2 separate regions of the Gossypium hirsutum genome follow, and region 2 is linked to region 1. The links are chromatin contacts, called in public Hi-C maps. All regions are on one chromosome and are shown on one strand. Each heading gives the region's core, a stretch centred on a gene start, on an enhancer-like site or on the middle of the called end of the contact. The rest is flanking DNA. Distances are from core to core; before and after follow the strand shown.

Region 1 (6,505 bases), core at 1,267-3,766:
TTATCAGTGGGCCATTCTGTTACCATAATCTCCTTGCTGAATGTTTGTGTAATGTACCATAACAACAAAAGAGTCCCATCTTTGTAGTCTTTCATTGACACTCAAATAAGAATTGGGGTTGCCATATTGTCTCGACCTTGGCTAAATGACTTTTGCTTATTCACTACAGCCAGTTGTAGATGCTAACAATTCATCTTTGTTAAATTTAGTATCTCTAAATACTTGCATAGTTTGATCAAATAAAATAATTGGTTTTAAATGATCTGTTGAAGGATATTTTGTTTAATCTATTTACGGTAAAATAGTTGCGGTTTAAATGATCTGTTGAAGGATTTAATCTCAGAGTTAATTAAGGCTTGTTTTTTATTTTTCTGTACTCAATGGTGGTTGATGAGTTCAAACATATTGAGATAGTGCTGTTGACACTAATGCTTCCTTTTTTAACTTAATATTTGTGTTTTCAGGGTGATGTCATCTCAACTCCTGCAATAAAGGGAACAATCTTACCTGGCATCACAAGAAAGAGTATAATTGATGTTGCTCGAAGCCAAGGGTTCCAGGTACTTGTTCTGCAGTTTGGAAGACTGTTGACAAATTAATTGTGTTAAAAGTAATATCATGTATATCCAGGAATGCATGTAATTGGATTTGCACACACTTTACCTGACATCGAAGGGTTTGTCTCCTAATTATTAGAGTTTCAAGTTATTACTATCGCAGGATAAAGTTGGCATTACAGAATCTTTATTCTTTGATAATGGAGGGCAACTGAAGTTCTTTTCATTGTGTTTCCTGGAGTCCTTGCATTGCCTTCTACGGACTTGTTAATGAAAAAATGGATTTACACATAATATGCACATTGAAATCATATTCTTTGTTGATTGGTATGGAAGTTCCTAGACATTAATGATTCAGGAATCAAAATACGGAAAGAGTTCCTACATGAGCCCTATGGCTCAAAATTCAGCTGTTTGATCATGGAGAATGTGTATTATTTAGTTTCTACAGCATGTGGATGCTGTTGTGTTAATGTGAAAAATAGTTTTGGTGTTTCTTGTCTAATGTTTTTTCTTATGGAGTGTTTCAAAGTGGTTACCATCCTTTTCTTTCTTTTCTTTGTCGCTTAGAATCCCTTTTTAGAGGTAAAGGCTTGCAAATCTTAGAAAGAGAACAGGGAAAAGAATACTGCCTATTTTCCTTGATTATAAAGTTTCTTCACCTGTCTATATCTTCTGAATTCGTTGGTAGGCATTCTTCAATTTCTTTTTTCTGATTTTTTATGCATGGTCTCTCCTGATTTAGTTAGTAAAATTTTTCAATTTTTCTATTGTATGACATCCTAATAGTAACTCATTTGAATCACTGAGTGTCTGAGGGAGCTCTTAGGATCACTTCCTAATTCTAACCCTGCTGATGATGCAGGTTGAGGAGCGTTTTGTGCCAGTAGATGAATTGCTTGATGCTGACGAAGTGTTTTGCACAGGGACAGCAGTAGTAGTGTCGCCTGTTGGCAGCATTACATACAAGGGTAAAAGGTAAATTCCATGTGCAATTGAGTAAATGTCTTTTTCTTTAGTTAGTAATTTGCTTCTTCATGTTCTGTTTACAGTCTTAAATTTTTACTTGTCTCTATATCATTGTTGGAGACAAAGATGGAGATGGTAGGCATGTAGTGTTTCATTAGTTACTTTTTTTTCATGTCTATAGAATTTAAACTTCCCAATTGTATGGAAAATTAGGAGAGTCCACAGTTGAGCTTACCTTTTAGATGGACATTGAGTACAGGAAAAAGTCATTTTGTTTACAAATTTTTCACTCTATTTCTATGATTGTAAACTTTATTTAATAGAAAGTGATTGAAGCCATAGGTAACATTGTCTTGATAAAGCAAGACTGCTATTTTACTTGCATTTTCCCTAAACGCTGAAGTAGGTTGTCCATTTCGCATTCTGTGGTGGAAGAAATCAAATTTGATGTAAAGATTTTCAAAACGTGCAGGGTGTCATATGGCGTAGATGGTTTTGGGGCTGTTGCACAACAGCTCTACTCTGTGCTTACCAGACTCCAGATGGGTCTTATAGACGACAAGATGGACTGGACTGTTGAGTTGAGTTGAGTTGAGGATACTGTAAGTCACAGTCTGGTTTGCATGTTTTGACTCCACCTGAGACATGGCCTGCATTGGTTAAAATGTTTGTTTTCTCCCTTTAGTAATGTGTAGATATAGTTTTAATCTTTATGTTGGTCAGGATTTCCTTAGTTTTTGTCTTGGAACTTATCAAGTTAGTGAAATTTCAATTGTTGGCCATAGAGACGGTCTTTGTTTTAAAGAAGGAAACTAAGCATAAAAAATAAAAGTTGGCCTGAAAAGCAACCAATCCAATTTGCTTGTTTGATTTGCTGAAAATTTACGTGTAAATGTAGAATTTACTTGAAAATGCCACAATAGATGGGCCCTGGAATTCATAAGGTGGTGTGTAAGTGAACGCGGAGGTGGTCGGCCGAAGTCCAGCCCACTATTACGTGATTGAGTGTGTTCAAAACTATTTAGACAAAGTGCTTCTTTCCTTTTCCCTTCATGTGATGTGTCTAAAAGAAATTGCTGAAGAATTGTCTGGCATTTGCATTTAAGTTACTTTCGTGGATTGGCATTCATACTCTTTTCCCAAACCAGCTTTGAGTTGTATGTTTCTGACCATACCATTCTATTTGTTAATATAAGCTGAAACCCAGCGTTACTGGACCCAACTTGTTTCCCGACTTTACCTTGAATCCTTTTTTCTTTTCCTCCTTAAATAATAATAATAACAACAAGGCAATCATTACCCAAAGTAAGGCCCCTGTAGTAATGAAACATTTGCCTATCCCTCACTGAGGAAGTACTTTTGGTCCTATGTTATATGGATTTGGATTAGTGTCGGATAAAATATTTCTAAGACGTACGTACTCAATTTTTCTTGATGTTATTATACATATGAATGTTTTTAACCTATATTCATATTTAAATATCATAGCATTCTTCCATCAGGGTTTCTAGAATTAATTCAAACATAAAGCAATGCTTTTTCTACCTAAATTAAAAAAAGCAGAGTGTTTGGATTGAGATCAAATCTCAAGTCATAACTCTTAAAAGAGAGAGGTACTTAAATATCACCTCCAGCTTGAGCGAACCGTAAATCAGTTTTGTGATTACTTTTTTTAAGTAAAAAAAGAAAAGAAAAAAACCCCCTATAAACCAAAGAAGGAAGAGACACGTTACAAGAACACATTGGCTTGTGAAAACGGCCCGGGAAAAAGAAAGAAAAATACATTGTGAATATTATATTAATCAAAATTGAATGACAGCCATATAAACCAATATTGAAACTTCAAAAGTTACCATAAGAATCTGGGTTTATCTGCAAATTGTTTTTTTCTTTGTTCTTTTGACCTTTTTACACATCTTTTTCCTGAGCTTCTAAACTCAGCATTACTGCAACAGCAGCTGAGCAAAAAGAGAGATAGAAACCGCGTTTGCTGACTTGCTTTTTCAGTTTTCATGGAGGATTTAGCACATGATTGGAAAGTATCAATCACTTTATCCCCTTCAATGGCAGTCAATTCAGGGAACATCTTTTGAACCTTTCTTCCATTACAAAGTCTTCACCCCTATATGGAGCCACTCTTCCTCATGCTTTTGCATGTCATGGTTTCTAGATATCATATGCTGATGATGATCCCCACAGATCATCAGGTTTTTTTTTTCCTTTTATATATATATATCACAATACTGAAAACGAAGAACAATAATATAGCTTCATTAATTGCTTTATCTCTTGTCACCTAATTCAGAGTTCAAACCCTATACCTACCCCTCCCTTATTATACAAAACTAGGTTATTTCTTTTCTCCTTCACATGATAATTTATTTTTGTACTCTAGACGCTTGGGATTCAATACTAATAATTAGTAATTCGTCCAAAGAAAAGATAATTTTCTTTTGATTTAGTATATAGTTTTAACTCATCAAATATATTTAAAAAACCTCATCAAATATGAATATATTTTAAAAGTTTATGAGTAGAATATAATAAAAATACCAGTATAAATACATGCTGAAATAATTAAATATAGAGTCAAATTATTTTAGAAGAATTGAAATAAAGAATAGAATTACTAATATCAAATACGTGACAATAACTTATAATGGAATTCGGTGATCCATACAATTTAACTGTACATGATGAATTGTATTTAGGATTTAAAGCCCTACTAAAACTTGATTGATAATATCAAATATAAATATTAAAGAAGGATTATAATGGACTAATAGAAGTTTACATAAAATTAATTCCTCCAAAAAAAAAAAAAATCTTACTCACCAAGCTAATTTTCTAATTACACTGAGCTTTAGAAATACAATTAGTAGGGCTACAGATTTGAAAAAACAAGGTGCATGCATTTACATTTATAACATTGATAATGAAGTCGTTCACATGTTTCTTGACCACTCAAATCAAACCACCATAAAACATGTTTCTAGAAATTAGGCATAAATTTCAAAACATATCTTTGTCACGATTCTTGATTTAATGTGTTATATTTTTTTAACAATTAAATAAAGAGAGAGCAAGGTCATCTTAGTGTTTTTCAATTGGATGGACTGCAGAATTAGGGTTCCAATCTGGTAGAAAAAAACACGTTACAAATATGGCAACAATTTTTTCTTTTCATGCCTTGAGAACAGCACTTGCTATGAAAGTCTTAGATTCAGCATTACAAATAAAGGAGGATAAATATCAATTTTATAATTCAAAGATTTATGGGAAATTTCAATAGTCTATAACAATCCATATTTCAATGACTTGCACTTAATTTCAATTTTGGAGGTTTTGACTCACCTTAGTCATTTAATATAAAATTGAGGGTTAATTATGGAATAGCATTTCAATATAAAAGGTTGTCTGTAGTTTATTTTTAGTATAATGATAAATCTAACCCTTAAAATTTATATCTTTTATCAATTTGACTCTTTATTTTTATTACATAAATTCAATAATTAATATTTCAAAAAGAGTCAAATCATTTTTTTCTTAACAAAAACATAAATATTTTAACAATATTAGCATGATAACCTACATGGCAGTCTGCATGCACTTCATGCAGATATAGCATTATTTGTATTATATTTCACATAAACAAATAATTTTAGAATTATAAATTCAAAAAATAGCATGAAGTACATTTGAATTATCATGTAGGCTGCTAACATCTTAGTTAGCATTTTCACTAAAAACATTTTAGTTAGCATTTTCAAGACTGATCGAGACGACGCAAACCTTACCCAACCAACTGGAAAAAGACCGATGGTGGTCCGACAACAGGGGTTGTCGATGGTCAATAGTGGTTGGCGGCGGTGGTGGTCAATAGTGGTCAATGGTGGCAATAACGACGACCCGACAACAATGATGGTGACATCAATTATGGTGGCAGTGGAAGCCTATGATGGCAACAACAATTTGACAACACCATTTGTGGTTTTGGGGAAATCCCTAAAAATTAAGATATTTGACTTTCACCAAAAAGACCCAAAGTACGTTGTGTGATCATAACTGTAATTTTTATTTATTATTTTTAAGGATGGAATTATGGAAACATTGGTTGGTCCGAGTTAGTTAATTTTATGTTTTTATGTAATAGCATGATGATATTTAAATTGGCTTCAAAGTATGTTGATGCATATGTATGATAAGCATGCCATATAATTTAGGAAAAGAATACCACAAGTAATTGTTGTACATTTATTAAACATTCATGATTGAAACCAGACATGAACCTTTCATGCTTTTAAAAAATTGAGTGGAAGAAGGTCCCTGAACAAGACCTACGACCTTCATCAATGATCTCTTGTGATGTCATAGAATGGACTTGCCCCAAGGTAGACGTTGTCATGTGGATTTCACTGAGGGGATTTCCTAAAAGAAAGAAGAATTATCCTGTAACTGTATGATAGTTGGTTGGCCACGTTGTATGTAACAGCCCGTTTTTGAGTCAAATCAAAATAGTAGTTTCGGGACCACAAATTCGAAGTTAAAATATTTATTTTATTATTTTATTAAAGTTTATGGCATGATAGAATTATTATGTGAAAGTTTCGTAAAGAAATTTTACTGTTTAAATGCTTAATTCGGTAAAAAGGACTAAATCGCGTGTCCTCCACACGGCTGATACACACGGCCGTGTCTCTGCCCGTGTGTTTACTACCATGCATACTGACTTGCAAATTTTACGTGTAGGGGACACACGACCAAGCAACACGCCCATGGGGCTGACTGTGTGTCACACGCGGCCTAGACATACGCGCGTGTGTCTACCCGTGTGGACAATATAAGGCTTTCTACCAAGCCTTTTGCCACCCTGACACACCATCTAATGCCAACCATTTCACATTCATGAAAGACTATCTTGCATTCATATATATAAACTTTCAATATTAGCCATTTTCCATGGCCTTATATAAAATGAA
Region 2 (6,505 bases), core at 2,770-5,269, 89 kb after region 1:
AACGAGCAGACCAAACCTGTAAGTACCCCGTTGGCTTCTCATTTCAAGCTTTCTGCACAACTATCTCCTTCGACGAATACGGAACGAGAATACATGTTGCAAGTTCCGTATTCTAATGTAGTGGGTAGCTTGATGTATGCAATGGTGTGTACAAGACCCGACATTTCACAGGCAGTTAGTATAGTGAGCAGGTATATGCATAATCCTGGAAAAGGACATTGGCAAGCTGTGAAATGGATTCTACGGTATATTCAGAAGACCGTGGATGTTGGATTACTGTTCAAGCAGGATAATACACTTGGTAAAGGTGTTATTGGGTACGTTGATTCTGACTATGCCGGTGATTTGGACAAGCGAAGATCAACCACCGGTTATGTGTTTACACTTGCTGGAGGACCAATAAGTTGGAAGTCTACACTACAGTCTACAGTTGCGTTGTCAACCACAGAAGCCGAGTACATGGCTGTAACAGAGGCTGTAAAGGAGGCTATTTGGTTACAAGGTATGGCTAAAACCTTGGGGTTGGTTCAGGAGCATATTAACGTGTATTGTGATAGTCAAAGTGCTATTCATTTAGCAAAGAATCAAGTCTATCATGCACGTACAAAACATATCGACGTACGATTCCATTTTGTGCGGGAAATTATTGAAGAGGGGAAAATTTGTCTTCAGAAGATCAAGACTGCAGATAATCCCGCAGATATGATGACCAAGGTGGTAACAGCAACCAAGTTCGAACATTGTTTGAACTTGATTAATATCCTGCAAGTTTAACAGTTGAAGAAGGCACTATCAAGTATTGTTGTCAAAAGCAGAAAGAATTGTGTGAAGATAAGATTATCCTAATCAAATCTTCAAGGTGGAGATTATTAGAATATACCCATACCCCATACCTTTCCCATACCTTTCCCATACCTACCCATACTTTGGAAAGGTCAAAGTTATGGGCACCAAATATTTTATTTGGTGTTGGGCATGGGAAAATAGCAATTTTTGGTCCCTAAGTGAATAGTGACTTTGCAAGGTGGCCCTTGAATCTCAACTATAAATAGGCCAACCATTGCTCATTCTCATCATCCCACATTTGCCATTCTCTACTTAAGGCATTGTTCTCTCTCCCTATTTGTAAAGTTTCACTTGTATTTTGGAGTGAAATATATTTGGTAGTGCCCGAGGACGTAGGCAAGATTTGCCGAACCTTGTTAAAATTTTGGTGTTCTTTACTATTTAATGTTCATATTTTGTGAGTGTGATTGTAGTGATTTATTGTGCTATTAAATTACGATAGAGGGATATTCTGGCTAGGAAAGACTTGGTACTTAAGTGATCCTCGTGATTCACCTCTCTTTCCTGGGAATTGAACTTAGTGTGATTTTTTAGTACAATAATTTTACTCTTTCACACGCTTCCGCGCAACACCCTACATTAGTTAAATTATATTAAACATGTCATCAATGAATGAGAATGCATATATATGAACTCGACAACATTAATGGAATGGAAAAAATAACAATAATATCTTGCAAAAAAAAAGAAAAAAAGAAAAGAAGATAGACAGCAGCTGTCTCTTACCATATTATCATAATATTGTCAAATGGTTTCAAAATTTACTATATTAATTTCAAATGTCAATTACTAGCAATATTCAATTTCCTCAAACAATAATAAATGGCATCAAGCTTTTATGAAGAGACTTTAGCATTTTCATTTTCTCTTGTGCGGAAGGGTTTGAACTCTGTTCTTCCAGTAAAGGGATCATGGATATGAGTGATTAAGTCAACTGGTCCAGTCCCAAACTATATATTTTTTATTTCATTAGCTAATGATTAAAACAATGAAGAATTGTACTAGAAAATGTTGGGAAAATTTTAGGGTTATGGGAGCATGGTGGTGGGTACAATTTCGGTATCGTATCAAATTTTTCATTAAAATAAATGTTGCATGCTCTATTATGCTGGTGAGGGATCGGTTCAGGGCGTGTTTAATGTTGATTGGATCAATGTACCATCCAGGTCACAGCATTTTTACACCTTCAGATAGACTTTTCCATGCCCATGACAGGACTTCACCCTTTCGAGCATCAAGAACCGAGGTAAAAGGAAAACAAATTGCTTTAAGAACCTGAACCCAAAAGCACTGGCCAAGCTTGTTTTGCCAAAAGGGACCATTAAAGATGTCAAATTCACGAAAGCCCAACCCCCCTCAATCCTTTGGATGTATATATCGACATATCAGAGAAGGAAGTAGTCCACCAGAATGGCGTTAATCTCATAACAAAAGGACTTTGGAACTGCATTGCCTTACCTGCTTGAGATAAAAAGTTTTTACTTTTCCAACCTTGAGTTTTACTTAGGAATCTTATCAACAATGAAATTTAAAGCTCAATCCCAAAGTACATACTACCTTGGGAGACAGGATAAAGAGAGATGTACCATTTTGAAAATGATAATGCAAATCAATCTTAATTTTGAAAAATTAAGCTGCGAGGAAGGCATATATGGAGATGGATAAATTGGGCAAGCACAGTAAACAAATATAAAAAGTGTTGGTAAAGTGAAAGGAATAATGGATGGCTTGGAACAAGGCAAAACAGAAACAATGTCCAAGGATAACATCAAAAATTTCCAAAATTTTAAAGGGCACATTGTTGTGTCAGATCATAACTTTTTTTTTTTTAAATTTTTTATTTTGTTATTTGTTTATCAATTAAAATAATCATAATCAAACTAAATGAAACCTTGATTGAAGGCTTAAGGTCACCTACGCCGCGACGAAAGCCACCCGACGACATTCTTTTATTTAGAATAAAATAATCAATCCCACTAATCTATTGATAGGGATACTCACACTAATAGAGTTACTATTCCCAATTGATTCTAATCTTCAAAGTTAGCAAACCTTGTTTGTATCTGATTAAAAAAATTGGATGGTTGTGTTTATTCGTTTTCAAAGAAGAAAAAGTTGGGTGGTTTTTTGTAATCTATACGGGTAGTGACAGTTGATGAATTTTAAATATAGTATTCTCACTCTTTATTTTGGTTTTCTCAGCGAAAACTTCCGGGATTTGTTGTACAATGGGTATTGGGGGAAGAGATAATATGATGGATTGAAAGTGGGGGAAGAAGCCAAAATTCAGAGGGGGCGATGCCATACTTGTTTGTGTCTGCAATGTATTTAAGCTTCCAAACTTATCTTAGGAATTGATTTTACAACCCTCTAGTTTAGCCACCCGTACATAAAAACTTGTTTAACAAATGGAATATTTCAACATTGTGCCGATAATGTGAAGATTTTGTTTCAAAATTTTTAATTTATATTTCAATTTAAACAGCTCTGCACATGGTAAAATTTACACCCATAATTATTAGTTTTTTTAGCAATATAGGAGTTGCCTCAAATGGTTTTAGTAGTTCATATTGTGAGAACCATTTGAAATACCCATAAAATATGAAACCACTTCCAATTATTGCTATGAAATTAGGAGAAAATTGTCATGGTACTTCTTGATGGTAGAACTAGTATAATATTTTGTAAAAGCCAATCAAGGTTTCTAAACACAAACTATACCATCTAGAGAGGCGCTTTTAAGTGCTTAGAAAACTTGGTTAATTCAATTTTATGTACAAAATTCGACGTGCTTTTGGATGCTATAACTCTTCTTATTTTAAGTGTTTTTACTTTAACAATAATTGAGAGTAATAATCAATCATTTTTCCATTATTATTATTATTTTTTTATGAGTTGCTCAACTTTGCAAAAAACTTCTAAGACTATAAAAGTCATAAATGCAAGGATTTGGATTAACCAACCAAAGCGGTACCATTTTTGCCTGCATGACTTGAATATCACAAACATCATGCGTTTAAATTTGAACATGCACAAAACTCTTGGATGACCATTTTTTGCTTCAGGGACCGCAATTTTTGGAAGCATGATCGAGATTTGGAATAGACCCATACACATTATGTTTTTGTGTGAAGCACCAGGCCAAAGTAGGGACCAAACAACTCCTGATGGGTCATTAACCATTTATTTATGGGCTACATTAGGAGAAGAAGATATCTGGCCTGGAATTATAAAGGCTTCCAGGCTTCACGTAGTAGCCTTGTCAACATTTCAATAATACCTATAAAAATAATTAGGTTTTGGGTTTATATTTTATTGGATGATAATATCTAATTCTATGCAATCAATAAAAATAAACTCAGGTGACTTCAACGTATAAAAATTCGATTCATTATCAAATATATATTTTAACCAAATGCTTACATTTGTAATCAATTGTGGATAGCTTAAGGAGTCACCTCAAAAATTTTGAATATTTTCTTTGTATATGTGAATGTGAGTATATATTTTTTACATTAAAATTGATCAATTGGCACCCAAAATAATTTTTTTATTTTTATCTAATTTAATTTTATGCATTTAAATTAAAACTATTTTTTTTCAAATGTTTATCTTTTCATTTTGTCCATTATTATTTGGTTCAGGAAATGTTTAACTATTTCTAGTCTTATGTTATTAGATGTATGTTATATTATGTGATGTGAGATATTTAATTATTGGTAGTAAATAGTAAATAAGGAAAAAAAAGTTCTCTAATGCTAGAAATGGACAATTTTGATTAAGAAAATTTTTATGGGACAATGATTAATAGCATTCATCAAAAGGTGGTTAAATTATTTTGTTTATTTTTACTTTCATTTCCTTCTCTAATTTATTTTAAATTTAGATTTTTTTTATTTCTTAAGTGATTTCAACATTTTTATTGTCAGATAATTAAAGTAGGAATTCATTTTTATACATTATTAAATGAAAAAAAAGTATTTAATTAACAATATTCGATGCATTTAAACTGTGATTTTGTAAATTGTAATGTTCCTTAATGCACGTAAGAAATCATATTAAAAAGGTTGAAAGGACGATTAATGATGGATTGTGAAGGTAGGGGCCAAGAACAATTTGTTAAACAGATGTCTACTCCATTATCATCTCATAAACACATTCAATGTCTGCTTTTTTCCTTTACTTTTCTGCCCACATGCAAAGAATATGTATGTACTTTTACTAGCAAGGGTCGGCTTCAAATTTTCATAAAGCAAGCCAGGTAAGAACAATAGTTTAGGTTATAAACCACATTAATGATGATGTGTGAAGCGGAATATTAGGGATATATATCTTCCACTTTTGGATACAAAAAAGTGAGCAAATTGTTGGGAGAGTTCCGAAAGGAATGTCACTCTATCACCCCAAGAAATTGTAGTGAAAGCAAGTAGCATCCCATGCAAATTAATTACATCAATTCAGTATAACCATATGTTGTAATTTTACACGAAAAATAATGTGTCATGTGAAGATTCTCTTCCCCGTACCATAAAGACATGTTTCATTGTTTCTGCCTTCACTGAACTTGCAAATCTCTGACTGGCCATGGCATTTATATATATATATATTGGCATTTATATATATATATATGCATGCATGCTTGGGGTTAAATTATTAATGAGAACTATAGATGTTTGCTAAAATGAGAGCAGACAGGATCTTAAGCAAGGGCTAACTTTTGAAAAAGGTTCATCAAAACATACTTTTTTTCTTTCCCAGACAAAGCGCCCGTGTGTAATACGACATTATTTCTTTTTCTCCATCCTGCAGACGGTATGGGTTTAAGACAACATTGATGACTTCAAATGAAATTGTTTGTTTTTATGGGCTTTCGGCACCCATATGTAGCATATCAAATAAGATATTTGGAAGAAAACCTTAAGGTAGTGATGAATAACATGCATTGCAAATTACATGAATCTCATCAATACTTATATATATATATATATTAATACATTAATAACTTTGTTTTATGTTTATAGTGATTAATCCCAAAATTACAAAATACGACACACGTTTGTGTGATTTGAGACTTAATGTATGTTGGAAATTCTGAAGACTTTTACCCGTTACAATATTCTCTAATTGATGCCCTGGCTTTAAATTAAATATATATATAGATGTATCTTTCTCCTTTTAAGTTTTTATTGTAATTTTGTGTATTCATTTGATGATCATGATTCGAGATTGAAATTCTAATTTTATGCACTTCACATATTAAAAGAGAGTATTGAATATTTGTACTTCAAGATTAACTCTTCTAAAAATCAATACGACATTGAGAGGATGTTTGGTTGAATGAATGTTAATAAATAATATTATTAGAATATATGATTATTTAGTACATTATCTAGTATGTTAGGTTACCTTGTTTGGTCCATTTAAATGAAATGTAACATTTTATTGTTTGATAGATAAAATATAAAATTACTTAAAAGTGTATTTTATAAAGTTATTCATAATTATAAATAAAGATAAAAAAAATTATTAAGAGTGAAAATTAACTATGAAAATATAGAGAAAAGGGTAAAACAATAAGAATATAGAAGATGTTAAAATTTCTCACTGATAAGTAATATAATTGATAAAATATAATACAATAAACATAGGTTAAAATTTT

The links. Hi-C and Micro-C count contacts between places; a contact is called where the count stands out from the background.
Region 2: a Hi-C map of leaf shows a contact between it and region 1, with 4 times the contacts expected there. The contact joins two enhancer-like sites. A contact is called at or near these places in 5 of 34 Hi-C or Micro-C datasets (hypocotyl, leaf and seedling).

Annotation. Positions count from the first base shown.
Region 1 is chrA11:60,653,410-60,659,914 of Gossypium_hirsutum_v2.1, forward strand. LOC107898986 (branched-chain amino acid aminotransferase 2, chloroplastic) reads left to right here. Exons shown (of 10, transcript XM_016824578.2): 8 at 465-560; 9 at 1,423-1,535; 10 at 1,999-2,378. The coding sequence ends at 2,116. Among protein-coding and RNA genes, the nearest start is that of LOC107898986, 9.0 kb to the left of the region's middle. Within about 2 kb of position 2,517, at least 3 of the 9 cell types and tissues checked have an H3K27ac peak or open chromatin away from gene starts, as enhancers often do. A contact at or near this core is called in leaf, where this site is marked.
Region 2 is chrA11:60,741,007-60,747,511 of Gossypium_hirsutum_v2.1, forward strand. No RefSeq gene overlaps it. Among protein-coding and RNA genes, the nearest start is that of LOC107899213, 11 kb to the right of the region's middle. Within about 2 kb of position 4,020, at least 1 of the 9 cell types and tissues checked has an H3K27ac peak or open chromatin away from gene starts, as enhancers often do. A contact at or near this core is called in leaf, where this site is marked.